Regions from separate parts of the Columba livia genome. Here region 2 is linked to region 1. Evidence: chromatin contacts called from public Hi-C data. All regions are on one chromosome and are shown on one strand. The core of a region is the stretch at or near the end of the contact, and the rest is flanking DNA. Distances in the headings are between cores, read along the strand shown.

Evidence for each region. Hi-C and Micro-C count contacts between places; a contact is called where the count stands out from the background.
Region 2: a contact with region 1 is called in a Hi-C map of crop, with 3 times the contacts expected there. The contact joins the promoter of LOC102091974 here to the promoter of LOC110355874 in region 1. A contact is called at or near these places in 2 of 2 Hi-C or Micro-C datasets (crop and liver).

The regions. Positions count from the first base shown.
Region 1 is chr16:5,593,751-5,597,412 of bColLiv1.pat.W.v2, forward strand. It overlaps LOC110355874 (WAP four-disulfide core domain protein 3-like), which reads left to right and starts at 1,856. Exons shown (of 5, transcript XM_065032073.1): 1 at 1,856-2,013; 2 at 2,363-2,503; 3 at 2,852-2,989; 4 at 3,075-3,467. The coding sequence starts at 1,929.
Region 2 is chr16:5,818,416-5,822,322 of bColLiv1.pat.W.v2, forward strand. LOC102091974 (BPI fold-containing family B member 4) reads right to left here and starts at 2,546. Exons shown (of 17, transcript XM_065032094.1): 1 at 2,404-2,546; 2 at 1-902.

The DNA.
Region 1 (3,662 bases), core at 606-3,105:
GGCCACGGCGAGCCCAGAGGAAGGGGCTGGAGCTCTCTGGCTTGGGAAAGAGGGAACAGAGGGGATAGGAGAATGCTGGTACATCCCATGTGGCCCAAAGGGTGCAGATGGGACTTTCTTCCGTGGCTGCAGGAGCTGAGAGCACTGCAGGAGGCCTGCAGGCAAGGGGCAGAGGGCAGGTGGTCTCATCACCAAACTCTGGGAGTCAACATGTCAGATCTGAAGTACTGCCCAGGTGTGACAAGTGATTAGATGAGTTGCTGGGACAAGAATCCAGGGGGCACAGAACAGGAGGATGCAGCCCTAGGGTGGGGGCTGTCCTGGCAGTGTGGCTCAGGGACGTTTTGGGATGGAGCAACTGCCTTGGTGCTGGCCTGGTGCCCGCATCCTGCTGTGTCTGCCCACAGATCTGCAGGTGACAGCCGGCTGGGTCCCTGCGGGTGAGTGTGGCCTCAGGGGGAGCAGAGCGTGGGAAGCCTGAGTGACGTGCCAGGCCAGGCATTGTGCACTGAGCACCATTCCTCTGCAGGGACAGGCAGGTGGCTGGGTGCCGGCAGGCTGACGGGCTGCAGACGTGTCACGGCAGGTCGGTGCTCCAGCAGGGTCAGCACCGGGGCTGCCTTTCACCTCACCACACACCAGAACTGGCAGGAAGTGGTCCAGGGCAGGGTGGGGGACCCCAAGGTTAACGGTGTGGGGAGGGGACAGAGAACCCGGCACAGCCGAATGTGCGGTAGGTGATGGGGCCGAAGGTGAGGTGTGTTCGGTCCTCACAGGGACCCCACAGTGCTGCTGTGCCCTGAGGCTCTGCTGGACACACTGGCACAGCTTGCCATGTCCCCCCATGGCCAAGAGCACCTGCATCTACTGCTGGCAGGCCGGGCAGAGGAGCCTGGCTTGCTGGGCGCAGGGGGGCTGGCAGGGCTGCAGCAAAGGCAGACTATGGCCACGGGGGTGGAGAGGGGCAGGAACTGGGTTTCAGAGGGGCTGGTGGAAGGGGTTCAACCTCTGCTGGAGCAGGAGCTGGGGAGAAAGGCCTTGGCCAGGGTCCCAGTGTGCGGGGCAGGACGCTCCCTGCCTGGGGGTTTGTCACAAGGCCAGTGTGGCTGGAAGCAAGTGTCTGTGCTGAGGCTGACGTGGCCTCTGCAATCTCATACGGGGTTTTACAGCTCAACGATCATATTTCCCCACTTGGAAATTCCTGTTTGCGTCATCCCTGCTCCAACTGCCCAAATGCACCTGTTGCTACAGAAAGTCTGGGTCTGAAACAAATGGAACAAGAAAACTGGGGGCTGTAAAAGCAGTCCTGTCCCTGGTTAATGTGCACAGCGTCACTCTGAGTGACATCGTTGCCCCAACGTGGCACACGCTGCAGTGCCAGAGTGGTGATGTGGGGAGTCACCAGCCTCTTCTAAGCAGCACCTGGTCCTTTGGCTGCCGTTGGCGGCCCCTCATTCTGCAGGACTTTGTCCTTGCGCTCTTCTCTCGGCTGCCACACACTCACCGTGTGTCACAGCGCATAGCTGTGTGCCATTAATGACGTGTTTGAGTCCTGCCTGCACAAGGCAGTGTGAAGCTGGCATGTCCTCCTGCCGCTGTGCCCTGGCCACAGGGAACAGACCCCGGGCATGTGCAGCCCCTCCCCGCCTGCGAGCCTTCCCAGCTCTGCCTGCCCAGACCCCCCTTCTGCCCCTGCTGTCCTGCAGCTCCCTGGGCTCCGTGTGCTTCGTGGGCTCGGGCCCGATCCTGCGCACATCCCGGGCGGCCGGCAGAGGAGGCTGTTGCTCCGCCGGAGCGGGCCGGGCCCTGTAGGGCTCCGGGAGCGCCGTGGACGGGCCAGGGGCGGGGAGCGGCGCGGGCGCGGGGCCAGCCCGGCCCGGGACTCCCGGGCTCTACTTAAGCGGGCGTGGGCGCCGCGGGGCAGCATCATGACGCCGGGGCTGCTCCTGCTGCTGGCGGCCCTCCCGGCCCTCCCCGCCCTCCCCGGCCCGGCCGCGGGGCAGCGCCTGCTAGGTGAGCCCTGGCCCGGACTGCGCCCTGAGTTCGGTCCCGCTCCCGCCACCGCCCCGCTCTCCCCGGGGTCGCCTCGGTGGGAGTAAGCTGGAGGTCCCCGGTCTCCGAGCTGGGACATCCCGCGGGACGCCCTGTGCAGCCCCGCGGTCCCCGCTGCTACAGAGCCCGCACCCAGCGGGGCTGGACCCCTTGAGGCAGCGCCGTGTCCCCCGGTCCCTCACCCGCTGGCAGCTCCCGAGGTGCTGGGCAGCTACGCCAGTGCCCGATCCTACCAGTGCCCGGTACCTCGACGTGCCCCACTGCCCGTGCTGGAGTCCCACTCGCCGTGACCCCCTGCCTGTCCCCACAGGGAGGGATGGCGAGTGTCCCCCGCCCAGCCGGATCCCCGTGGGACGCTGTGACAACTTCTGCTCCTCGGACGGGGACTGCCCGGGCAGCGGGCGCTGCTGCAGCACCGGCTGCGGACAGGAGTGCCGGCTGCCCATCGGAGGTGAGGGGGTCAATTTGCCCCAGTAGACAAGGATGAGCCTGTGCAGTGCTCTCCAAGGGGAGCGGGTCCTGCAGCCCTGCCAGCCCCCATGCCCCGTCACAGCATGTGGACAGGATGTGCTGGGTCTGGGATCTTCCAAGCAGAGCTGCTGCCTGCGGGGTGCATCACCCACAAGGGCCGGCAAGGGTGTCCCACACACTCATCCCTGCTCTCAGCTCCTCTGGTCTTGAGGGACAGGGGTGCCTGTTGCTCCCTGCCCACAGGCCCGGGGGTGAGCACCCATGGTTGGGTTGGGTGGTGGGGTCAGGCAGTGCCTGGTGGGGCTCTGACTCTGTTTGGCACCCCCAGCCAAGAGGGGCTTCTGCCCGCAGGCCCCTGACGTGGTGAGCATCTGCCTTGTGGAGTGCAGCAGTGACAGCCAGTGCCGAGGCAATGGGAAGTGCTGCAGCATAGGCTGCCACGTCCAGTGCGTACAGCCGGTGCCAGGTAAGAACAGCCCCAGGGCTTGTGGGGAGGGGGCTGTGGCCAGGACAGACCTCGCCTGTGACCCTGTTGCTTTTCCAACCTGCAGCCAAATCAGGCGTCTGCCCCAAGAGAAAGGTGCTGCAGACCTTTGCCCCCTGCAACAACTCCTGCACCGATGACACCGACTGTCCCGGCCGCAACAAGTGCTGCTTCACGGGCTGTGGCCTCGGCTGCCTGTCTCCGGACAAAGCTACCATGGCCCCGCTCCCGCACACTGGCAGGCACCACTGGCTGGATCCTGCTCCTTCCGACAGCCCTGTATCCTCACCTCACATCTGTCACCTCCCCCCCATCCGTGGCCCATGCAGGGGATACTACCGTCGCTATGTCTACAACCCTGCCACGGGGACCTGCCAACCCTTCATCTACGGTGGCTGCCAGGGGAACCCCAACAACTTTGAAACGGTGGAGGAGTGCCAGAAGGTCTGCCAGCAACCAGGTGAGAGGAGGGACTGGGCTGCCCTGCCTGGGCAGGGTGGGAGTGCAGGGCTGCCTCCCTGCAGCTGGGTAGCCAGACCTGGCAGGTCTGCTGGGGTCCCCATGGAACAAGGGCAGCCCCCTGGCAGCAGGGAGCGTGGCAGCACCTCGCTTCACACTGGCACACTGCACAGCAGCCTCCGACTGTACATGCTGG
Region 2 (3,907 bases), core at 1,296-3,795, 230 kb after region 1:
AGAACACAAATGCTGGAAAGTGGAAGCGCTTATGGGAAGACTAACACCACAGAGGAAAGATGCTCTGGAGCTGCCTCTGGAACTTGGAACTGCCCCGAGGCTGCGGCTCAGCAAGATGGCAGGTTAAACAGCAACAAGAACTTTAGAAGAATAATATTAAAGTAAATATATACTATATTTTTATTAAATATTATTAAATTCACTGATAGTTTTTCTCTAATGCTCAGAATTGCAGAAGCTTATGGAAAACTTAGGAGAACTACATGCGTCTCAAACTAAAATGCTGTGCCAACCAGTACAGTGGTGTCAGTGAACATGTGCCTTTGGAACGCCACCTGCGGAGTGTTCGAGTTGGGATGAGCAAACCCTCCCAGAGCCAGACTCAAAAGCTAATTTCTAGCAACAGGATTTGTCAAAACATTAACTCCAATCTCCCAGAAATGAGCTGGAGAGTTTTAGTAAGAACTGAAGAATCAAACCCTCCTCAAGTTCTGGGACTGGACTTTAGCCCAGGATTGTTGGAAACCCACAATCCCCACAGCCAGATTTACAGTTGGTTGGGCTTGCTGCTTCCACTGCCAGCAGTGCACAAGGGCAGAGCAGCTTAATTAATACTAATCACTGTTCACAACAATGGCGAGCCTTGCCAAACCCATCCCAGGCTCGCGTTGACCCTGGGCTCGTGGCAGGTTGTGCGTCGGCAGACGTCAAAAGGATTTACCCGTGTCTGATCACTCACCCGAGCAGTTTCCTACATAGGGAACTCGGGAAACAGAACCATCATCCCGGGGAAGGGCCACGGCAGAGACCACGGGCAGGAAAACCAGCACAAGAGCCGTGGGCAGCAGGTCCTGGAGCTGCCTGTCGGGAGCCAGAGCAGCAGCATCGATTTCTGGATGCATCTGCAATGCCGAGCATAAACAGCGAGGCAGGGAAAAATCGGTACCGTGAGATGACAACAAATCAATGTCTGCAGGAATTTTATAGACAGGAAACTTTCTGCTTCCAAGATGTGAACTGAAGTAAAATGAGCATAATGTCATCGGCCAGAGAGGACGGACAAATTTCATTAGCCAGGTGCAATGTGACAAGTTGCAGTGCAAAAATAGACACGTTTTTGCAGACATGTCTTCATACCTCACCAGGACATGGGAGCTGCATGATGCGATGCTAAAAGCAGCACAGGCCAAAGGACTCGTGGGGGGAACCAGGTCACACCAGGCAGGAAGACCCAGGAAACTCAACAAATCCTTCCCCAGCTGCTTGGGCAGGTGCTGGTTTCACTGTGTTTTGCAAGATTTTGCTGGCATCTGCCTGTCATGGACCTGCAGAGACTGAGCTGGGGTCCAAGTGCCGCCCCGAGCATTCCTCTGGGTGCACATCTTGCACCCTGACCTTTCCAGGTCTGGCACACTGCGGGCTCCCCAGCTCACCCTCTTTCCTCTGGCCCCACACAGGGCAAGCTTGGCCACTTCCACAAACCGACAGCTGTTCCAGGGCCGCAGAGGCTGTGACCCCCTTGCGGGGCTGCCGGGAGCCCCAGCACAGGCTGTGGGGCTGGCAGGGGGGCGCTGCCTCTGTTTGGGGGTGTCTGCAGGGGATCCCTGCCCTGCACCCCAGCACACACACGGCAGCGCGGATTCCTCGGTGATGCGACGGGCACCTTGAAGTCAAACCTAGTCCTGTATTTTAAACAAATAAATCCCTTTTCTGCCTTCTTCCCATCACTTCCAATCACTTGCGCTGTGAACACCTCAATTCCTCCTCACTCTTCATTCTCCCAATTTATTTTTTTGCCTTCCTTACAGCCTGCAAAATGGATTCCTGTCCATTTCATTGTCTCAGAAAGCGTCAGCACTTCGGTGCCGACAGAGACTTTTAAAATAAAGACAGCTATTTCCATTTGACTGAAAGACAGCAACATAGCCTCAAAGTCATGTTTCTGTCTCGCCTCAGGTTTGGGGAAGCTTTGCCTTACAAAAAGAAAAGCAACATTGAGTGAAAGTGTCCTTGATTGTCTCTATTAATCCCCAGGAAGAATTAGCAGCAGCCTTATGTTACGCACATACATCTTCTGTAGGTAAAGATTTCAGGTTTTCTGTCTTATTCTCAGCTTTTAATAGAGACTTGACATAGTCTCTTCAGACACATCATCAGTGCAGGTGGCAGAATTAGTGCTGTGCTTTGTCCAGACATTCCTCAGGGGATAAATTACAGCCCCTACAACCACTCAAGGGTTTGGAGTCAGCATTATGTAAATAAAAGCCTATTTCTAGGGAGATACCAACTGCTCTAAAGAAACTGCAGCTGAAACAAGAGAGGGAGTTCATGTTAAACAAACCTGGTGCTGAACCTTGCTAATGAATTAATTATCCTGACGAGCAGAACTAAGGTCTAACTCACCCATATGTTATTTCCCTTCCACAGTCAGTCCAGTGACAGTTGGTACAAGGATCCTGTCACAGTGCAGAAGCCGCGAAATACCAGCATGACACTGAAAGGAGACAAAGAGGCATTAGAGGAGCTAAAAGCTGGAGTGGGCTGGCAGGGTGAGAAACACGGCGGGGCTGGGGGGGTGAGGAACATGGAGGGGCTGGCAGGGCGGGCAGCTGCCCATGACCCACCTGGTTCAGCATCCCCATTCATGCCTAAACTGCTGTGTATGGTTGTGAGTACCCGCTCCCCGTCCAGCTCCTACGCACCAGGGAGACGTCACAGATCCCATCCACACCTTCCCTCGATTCCCCTGCTCCCAAACCGAAGAGCAATTTCGATGCCAAAGAGCAGGGCCCATGCTGCCCAGGCATGGCAGCATCCGTGCCCCATAGAGGTCTCCCCAGAGCCTGGTGAGATACACCCACACTACAGCGAGCAAGAGCACAAGGAGAAGCCCCCAAGAACGTGCCCGGAGACGGAAACGGGCCGGACGCACACCCGGAGCGGGGTTGACGCGGTCAGAGCGTCCGGGGCCGCGCAACCGCTGAGGGGAGACTCGAACCGGTGGACCCCAGGGCAACGGCAGGCTCCGTTCGGCGCCGCTCCGGTCCTGGGCACCGCGGGCAGCAGAGCCGCTTGGGTTGTACCGCCCCCTGCTGGCGGCCTGTGGGAGCGCTGCCTGCTGTCTCGGGGGCTCCACAGGGCAGGGACTGCTCGGCAACAGGGACCCGGGGACAGGGACCCCCGCTGCCCCCGGCCGAGTGGGCAGTGAGGCACCCACAGCTCGGGAAGGGCTTGCGGGCTCCGTGCGGGGCAGCGGCCGGAGCTTCACTGGAGCCCAGTGCCATTTACCGCGTGGCTAAAGTGCTGGTGCTGTCTCCAGAGCTGGAACCAAACGTTAAACAGTTGGCAATGTTTTGCAGAAAATTATTTCAAAGACACGCACGGGAAAACACTCTTCTAAAGCAACTCACAGCAGGGTCAAATTGATTTCTGTGCACAAAAATGCAATATAGACAAAAAGAGAGAGATCATTTAATTCTCCTTTAACTCTGAAAAACAATTTGATGCGTATCTGAGACATTGCAAAGAACTAAGCATCAACCTAGAAAATAAATATAGCACAGTGGAGCGAGTCACACACCATGCCCTAGAATTTCACACTATAGAGTGAAGTCTGAAAAAATAAAAGTTGGTTCAAGGCCAATTTCACTCACACAGTAAAAACAAGACTTTGTTAATGCTGGAACAGCACAGACTGATCCATTAACAACATCCACTAATGAGCTCAGCAGCCAGAGCTCCTCACCTGTGCAATGGTGACACACTCACCTGCACGGACATGCCAAACGTCCCCATGCTGCCAGTGGCCCTGGCAAGCAGGAAGGTGCACGGTGACAATGCAGAGCACAAAACGGGGTACAGTTAAAACCTGCTGCCATCTAATCAAAACCTAATAAGGTTCTACAGT